2 separate regions of the Anas platyrhynchos genome follow, and region 2 is linked to region 1. A link is a contact called in public Hi-C data. All regions are on one chromosome and are shown on one strand. The core of a region is the stretch at or near the end of the contact, and the rest is flanking DNA. Distances in the headings are between cores, read along the strand shown. Region 1 holds the start of ABHD11 (abhydrolase domain containing 11). Region 2 holds the start of SUPT4H1 (SPT4 homolog, DSIF elongation factor subunit).

What was found. A called contact is a pair of places that touch in the nucleus more often than the background predicts.
Region 2: a Hi-C map of subcutaneous adipose tissue shows a contact between it and region 1, with 1.7 times the contacts expected there. The contact joins the promoter of SUPT4H1 here to the promoter of ABHD11 in region 1. A contact is called at or near these places in 2 of 8 Hi-C or Micro-C datasets (liver and subcutaneous adipose tissue).

The regions. Positions count from the first base shown.
Region 1 is chr20:10,953,849-10,957,771 of IASCAAS_PekinDuck_T2T, reverse strand. It overlaps ABHD11 (abhydrolase domain containing 11), which reads right to left and starts at 2,340. Exons shown (of 7, transcript XM_072026148.1): 1 at 2,267-2,340; 2 at 1,465-1,600; 3 at 1,180-1,353; 4 at 756-926; 5 at 294-475. The coding sequence starts at 2,325. LOC101790278 (claudin-3) reads right to left here. Exons shown (of 1, transcript XM_005015884.5): 1 at 3,660-3,923.
Region 2 is chr20:11,118,745-11,122,296 of IASCAAS_PekinDuck_T2T, reverse strand. It overlaps SUPT4H1 (SPT4 homolog, DSIF elongation factor subunit), which reads right to left and starts at 2,274. Exons shown (of 5, transcript XM_027445937.3): 1 at 2,111-2,274; 2 at 1,705-1,811; 3 at 1,559-1,614; 4 at 1,295-1,348. The coding sequence starts at 2,179. It overlaps RNF43 (ring finger protein 43), which reads right to left. Exons shown (of 9, transcript XM_005015864.6): 9 at 2,730-3,552.

The sequences.
Region 1 (3,923 bases), core at 1,091-3,590:
ACTGCAGGACGAGTGAACACGAGATGGGAGCTGTGGTCAGAGGTCTGTCCAAATGTCTGCCCTCACACTCCCCAAGCAGAGGGCTAGCCCAGCTCTGACCACATCTCCCTTCACTGCTAGGAAGGCCTGGGGCTGCCCCCAGGTTCCTCCTCGCTCTCCAGCGTGCTGGTGTCACCGGCTGCTGGAGGCACAGGGCTCACTCCAGGACCTCCCCCCTCCTGGGACTTCCTCGCACCCTCAGCAGCTGCAGAGGATCATGAGGGGTCAAACCACGGACTTCTTTCCAGTCCCACCTGATATAGGGTGAGTTGGATCCTCCCAGAAAGAGTGTAGGGCCAGGGTATGGCTTGTGGAAGACAGGAAAGCTCATGATATCTTCCAAGTGGTGGGAGATGGCCTCCAGGTTCACACGCCAGACGTAGCGGCCCTCCACCTCCACCAGGTTGGTGAGAAGGAACTGCCTCAGCTGCGGGTGCTGCCACAAAAGAGGAATGTGCTGGTGGGTAACACGCTCATCAGTGAGAGCAACGCGCCCTCAGGATGTGCTGGCACCCTGCATTGTCCCCTCCAGCCCACCCCGCAGGCCTCACAGGCTCCGTGTGCCAAGTCCCCCAGTGCCCTGGTGGCCCAGCTGCACAGGCCAGCACCGAGCTAGCAGGAGAGGGAAGAGCCCAGCAGGGACTGTGGTCCTGAAGCCCAGTGTCCCAGGGACAGGCCAGGAGCAGAAGCCCCGTTCCAGCAGAAGGATTTCCCACCTGGACCGCTGGACTCAGCTGACTGTCAGCCAGCTGGCGGGCTGCAGAGCGGGACAGACCAGCCGGGATGTTCACTGACTTCATGGCAGAGATGTAGGCAGAGAACTCGGAGACGAGCGTGGTTGAGACAGGGCTGATGTCTACGGAGATGAGGCGCTCCACCAGGTCTGGCTGGGGACACAAGCGGGGCACATTGGACGCGAGCCGAGCCCTCCCAGCCACACTCTGCGTGGCAGGGCCAGGCGCAGGGCTCCCGGCAAGGCTCCTCGAAGGCTTGCAGCCTCCTCCTGCCCCAGCGCAGAGCTCCGCGTGCCCATCCCCGAGCTCCTTCAGGTGTCACCCCCCACCTCGCGGTCGCCACCCCCTTCCCACAGCGTCCCGCCACCCGGCCCGCTCCCGCCACCGGCCTCAGGCGCCCGCCGACCCGCTGCAAGGCCAGCGCCATGGCCGTCTTGCCGCCCATGCTGTGTCCCAGCACGATGCACTTGGCGATGCCCAGGCGGGCCAGGAGCTGCTGCACGTCCAGGCTCATGGCTTCGTACGTCATCACCGGGCTGTGGGGGCTGCTGCCATGGTTGCGGGCATCCAGCGTCAGCACCTGCCGGGCAGCGCCCCGTCACCCCTGGCACCAGTGCAGGCGGCCACAGCCCCGAGCCCCGGGGCACCGCCGCGGCCTCCCCGTCCCCCCCGTCCCGGGTCCCGGCCTCACCTGGCTGCCGCTGCGTCGTGCCAGTGCGTTGGCCGCTGTCTGCAGGTTGCCGCGGCTGCCGAACAGCCCGTGCAGCAGCACCAGGGGCGGCCGCGGCCCCGCGGGACCCAGCGCCGCGTGGGACAGGGGCACGGCCCTGCGGGGGGGGGGCGTCAGGGCGGGGCAGAGGGGGCGGGGCCTGGAGGGGCGGGGCCGAGAAGGGGCGGGGCCAGGCCCGGGCAGGGGGCGGGGTCACACGGCGAGGGGGCGGGGACAAGCGGGGGGTGCAGCCCCGCCCCTCCTGGCACGGCCCCGCCCCCTCCCTCCCTCCCTCCCTGGCCCCGCGCGCGGCCGGGCCCTTACGTCACGGCGGAGCGGGCGGCGGGCGGCGGCGGGTGGGGGCGGCGGGGCAGCCGGCGCAGCATGGCGGCGGCGGCGGCGGCGGCGGGCGGCGCGCAGGACGTGACGCGCAACCGGCGGCCCCGCCTCCCGCCGCTGCCCGCGCGCGCCCCCTGGCGGCCGGAGGGGGCGGCGGCGCCGTGACTCAGCGCCCGGAGCGGGCCTCGGAGAACGGGGCCGCGTGTGCCAGCGGTGTCACCGGGTGTGTGTCACCGGGTGTCACCGTGTGTGTCACCGTGCACCATGGTGTGCCACCGTGTCCCCCCGTTGTCACCACGTCACACCGCGTGTCCCTGCACACTGCCCGTCCGACGCCCGGCCCCGTGCAGGCAGCTGTCCCCATCCCCGTCCCTGTCCCTGTCCCCGTGGGGCTCCAGCCCCGCCTGGGACCTGTGACCGAGGATGTGCGGTGCTCCCCCCAGACCTCTGCCATCCTGGGGACTCCCCCAGGCCTGCGTGGTGCTGCCGTGCCCTGCTCCCCATGGCGCCCCGAGGGGCCGCGTGCTGTGCTGTGCCGTGCTGTGCTGTGGCAGGACGCAGCACGTGGGTGCACGTCGGTGCCCCGCAGCCACACTCGAGTGATCGGCGGCAGCGCCTCCCCGCACCAGGCATCCCGGCCCCGCAGCGCTGCCTTTGTCGCAGAGCCAGCGAGGGGAGAGCTGACACCGGGGGTGGAACCGGGGGGGGGGCCGCGTCCCTCAAAGGCCTCCTTGTGCTCGCTGCCGGCCTCCGCCTGCAGGCAGCAAGGTCACCGCCTGCCCGCAGGCCCCGCGTGCCAGCGCCCCGCTGTCCCCGGGAGCCCCAGGCCGGCCCCAGCCGGGCTGCTCCGCTCCGCAGCGCGGCCGATCCTTATCGGGGGCCAGGTGGGGCCGGGGAACCGGAGCCGTGCAGGTCGCCGCGGGCTCGGCCTGCCCACGGGGGTGTCGGACCGGGAGTGGCGAAACCGCCTGCTCTGCCCTGCCTCTGGGCAGCGCTTTTCCAAGCGGCGGCTGCAGGACGTCCCCGGTGGGCCGGGGAAGGGCCGAGAGGAGGCAGCAGCCGGCGGCCCCGCGCGGGACGGGGCGATGCACCTGCGGCTTTGTCCCTGCTCGCTGGAGCGTGGCGGGAAGGCGGGGGCCCTGTGGGGCCGAGCCGAGCCGAGCCGTGCCATGCCGCCGGCTGGGAACAGGCGGTACGGGCGGTTGTGCAATGCGGCCTCACCCCAGCCTTTGCTGGGGGGGAAAGAGCCCGTCTTCCCCTCCGGAGAGCCAGACTTTGTACTGAGCGGGCAGGGAGTGTCAGCAGCAGGATGTGAACGGCTGCTTGGGTGTCTGCAGACCCACCCGCTGCCAGCAGTACCCTCAAAAGTGTGTGTGTGGGGGAGAGCAGCCCTCCCCGGGACCACCAGACCCCAGAAGGGCAGTCCCATGGGTTGGGAGGGAGCCAGAGGGGGAGAGAAAGCAAGGAGGGGCTGGGGCACAGGATGGGACTTGGGAGTTGCATGTCCCCAGATCTGGTGCTGTGTGGACGCTGCTGCTCCTGCGGGGCCAGGGGGGGCGTCCCCGGTGACCCCGGTGGGCTCCATTCCCGGTGGGGTGGCTCCTGGCATGGGGACAGCTCTGTGCTCACGCCCCTGTTTGAGAGGACAAAGAGATGGTCCTGGCTGCGGTGGGTTCCTATCCATCCCGGCTCCGGGGCTGGCATTTTCTTCCTTAATTGTGCTAATTAGCTCCACACTTTCAGCCCGTGGGGCTGAAGCTGTTGTCCCGCAGATGGCTCCCACCCCACATGTCCCCCCCTCCATCCAGCTGAGGAGAGCTTCCCCAAGGACACGCAGCTACCAAAACAGGACACGTTTATTGACAAATGTAACTCGTACAGACCACGCGTAACAGGGAGAGAAGGCGCCTGGCCGGCGGGGGGGCCAGGGGGCCGGGGGCTGGCGGGGCAGGGCACAGGGGCACTGCCGCTTCCTCCTGGCGCTCATGCGAAGAGCTCTCCTGGCAACCCGAAACTGGCTCTGTTTACACGAAACCGTCTGTATTTACACAGCCGCCCGCCCGGCTCCCGCTCCCGCGGCCCAGCCCTGACCCCAGGACCTC
Region 2 (3,552 bases), core at 1,025-3,524, 160 kb before region 1:
TCTTCTGATTTAAATGCCTAGACAGAGCTCCCAGACATCAACTCTCATTTTGCTTTGGGAAAGAACTGGGTAGACATTTTGTTTACATTATTTTCTACCTGCAGATGTCTGAATATTATGACCATACTGCATGGGCCAAACTCTTAATGTAATTCTTAAACCTCTCAGTCATTTCCGTGACTTGACTACATGTTCCACCTTCTCAGTAACCCTGTAAGAAATCACAGCAGAATAGCATCATGTGGTTCAGGATAGCTCTCATCAGCACCACACACCAGGGACAGACAAATGACAGCCTTCAAGGCCCTTGAGTGCAGTCTCTCAGTGGTTCCTGCATTCCCCAGTTCTCTCTCACCTCTGCCTGTGATATGAAGATGCCATACACTCTAACCAAGGCCAAAGAGCATCTCCTACACGTACCCTCTCCTTCTGCCCTGTGCTCCATGTTGTGCTCTGCCTGCAGCTGCATGGAGCACATGCCATCACTTGCTATGTTCCACTTGTTTCAGATGTGTCCAAAGCTGTGCCAGGAGGCCTCAAACCCCATGATGTTCCATCTCTCCCAACACAGACAGCGGAACTCAGGTCAGGGCTTAGGATTCCAGACAAAAGCGTGGCTTTTATACCAGAGATGTGAGATTGTAGTACTCCTAGGAAGGGGCTCAGGTTAGATGTCTGATCAAGGACTGTGGACAGGACAGGGCCTCTTGTCCAAATGGAAAGTATAATCTCTGCTTTATGAAGGTAAGGCCAACTCGCTGCATACTCCGTTTATAAATGAATAAAACCCATCATAGCTTAACAGTGCAGTATTTCAATGGAAGGGGTATCCGTCTCAAGATCATTTTCCAAACAGCACCCTTTTCTGCACAACTCATTTTCATGGACAAACCTTTGTGTTCCCCTGTAGCTGAACAGCTTGAAATGTGCCCACTTTCTGTAGTCACCCTTTAATCACAGTTTATCACTTTGATGCTGTCCAGTATCACAGGTTTTATTCAACAGCATTTTAATATCAACTTCTGGCAGACAGACTGCTGAATGACTCCAGGTAGAAAACCTGTCTACAGAACACCTGAACCCAGCCTCCCATTTAAAGTCTTTTTGCAGTCACCTGGCTAATCCTTTCTTCCACATGGTGTGTGCTGTGTTTGTAACACACCATATTTACTGAATCCCTAAATGCTGATTTTATCACATATGGCATAATACACTCAAGAGTGTAACTGGCTAATATACAATGCTTAGTACACAGAATAAGCCATCAGTGCCTTACACAAGCCGGCAGCATTACCTTGGGGAAGGCGGCCAGTCACAGACACTGCATATACACCCGGCTTGAAGTTACCTGGGGGAAAGAAAACACTGAGATGCTCTGCATGGCAACAGCCAGATGAGCAAAAGCCCCCACCAGCCTCAGCCTGCACAGATGCCCCCTCGTCTGGAATAGCAGCCAGAAACCCCTGCAGCAGCCCAAAGAACAGCTCCCACTGCCCCAGAGAGGGGTCTGCTGCAGAACAGTTTGCTCCTGTCCAACCCAGGAGGGAGAGACACTCACTGATGCGCTGCCACTTGGAGACCCAGCTGTCCTCCGGGCTCATCATCGCAATGATCCTGTGGGAGACAGGGGTGTGAGGGAATCTCCCAGCCAAAGTGCCATGGCACCGGGGCTGCCGAGCAGCCCCTGGTCACTGCCCCACTCACCCATCGAAAGAGGAGCTGGTGCAGTCGTAGACCATCTCGCGGTTGCCCTTCATCTGCAGGTAGGCATCGCAGTTGTCGCAGCCGTCGTACTCGAACTGGTCGATGGTCTGAGGGGGACTGAAGCGTCAGCTCAGGGACAGACCGGGGAAAGGAGGGGCTGCAGCCGGCCGGGGAGGGAGGGGAGAGCCGGGCAGCGCCGGCGGGAGCGAGGGGAGCCAGTGCCGGGGCCGAGACGGAGCCCCGGGCCCGGCGGAGCGCGAAGGAGGCCCGGGCAGGCGGAAGGAGGGCCGAGCGGGCGGGCCGGGCCTCGGCCGGCGGAGAGGGGCCCGGGCCGGGACAGGGAGGCCGAGGCGGGGCGGGGGGAGGCGCGGTCGGGGCCGGGGCGGGGGGCTCGGGCCGGGCGCACCTTGACGAGGGAGCAGAGGAGGCAGGCCCGGAGGTGCCGCAGGTCCTTGGGGACGGTCTCCAGCGCCATCCCGCCGCCGCCGCCGCCGCGCAAGCGCAGGACGGGGCCGGGCCGGGCCTGCCCGTGGCGGCTGCGCCCAGCCGCGGCCCCGCAGGAGGGCGGCAGAGCGCCGCCAGGGACGGGGAGAGGCGGCGGACAGCGCCGCACGCCGGGACCGAGAGGAGCGGGGAGGGCGGGCAGAGGCGAGACCGGGAGCCGCTGAGGGGCCGCGGCCTCGGGCCCGGCGGGAGCCGCCCGCAGCCCAGCGGCGGGGCCGGGCTGTCGGGGAGCCGAGGCCGGGCCGAAGGTCGCGGGAGCTTCGAGGTGAGGCCGGGGCCGGACGGAGCCGGAGGCCCACTGCGCCTGCTGCAGCCCCGGGGGACGAGGCCTCGCCCCGTGTCCTGACCTCGGCGGTGTTTGCAGCTCCCCGCGCTCGCTGGGCAGCGAGGCTTCACCTGGCCGGCTGCGGCGGCAGCCACGGGTTGTCTGAAACAACTCACTTGCGTGGCGTGGCGAAGAGGCGCTTGTTTCCAACACAAACCCGGCTTGGTGCAGAACAAAAACACACGAGCAGACATGATACGTGGATAAATATATTAGTAAATAAATATATTTCTGAGCACATCAGCATATTCACACATCTTTGTTTCTATCAGACATAAATACACAGTTCTGCATATATATAAAACCTATTCCGTTTTGGGTCATAATTTATTCTCAAGCCCTAAGAGCTAGGACAGACTCGGAAAAACAAAACTTATATTCACATTTCAAAAGGATCTGAACTTTAGAGAAGGAAGGAACAGAGGCTCTGTGCAGAAATGGAGGAGGTCCAGCCAGCCTAGGCACTCTGCCCACAGCAACCTAACTCGGTGGGGTTGAAGGTCCTGGGAAGAAAGGCATCCCCGAGGAAGGACCAATGGCTTGGTTGTGGATAGAGTGAGTTCAGGATGCTCTGGCTTCCATCAGTTTTCAGCTGGGTCTTTGGACTCAATGAAGGAAAATGAACTGTTTCATTGCAGTGATACTGAAGACATTTAGTGATGGAGCCTAAGGGTACTGACCACTCAAAAGTATCACTTAAGACGTGAGATGTGCAGGAACTGAGAGGAACCATTTCCCATTTTCTTAGATGATACTTCTTCTCTTGTAGGCAGCCAAGGATTGTAGTCCATTTACAGAAGAGGATTCAAAAAACACCTTCCTGTAGAATTCCTCCCTCTCTTCCCACCTGAGAACCCACCTAGATAGACCTGCACACTCTCACAGGAAGCCCCATGGAGAGGGCCTACCATCTGAGATGTCTGTTTTCTGGATGAAAAGTAGCAGCAGAATAAAAATCAGAAAATGAAAACACTTTCAAGTGGGCGTTGCCCTGCACAGCCCAGTAATACTGCAGTAGG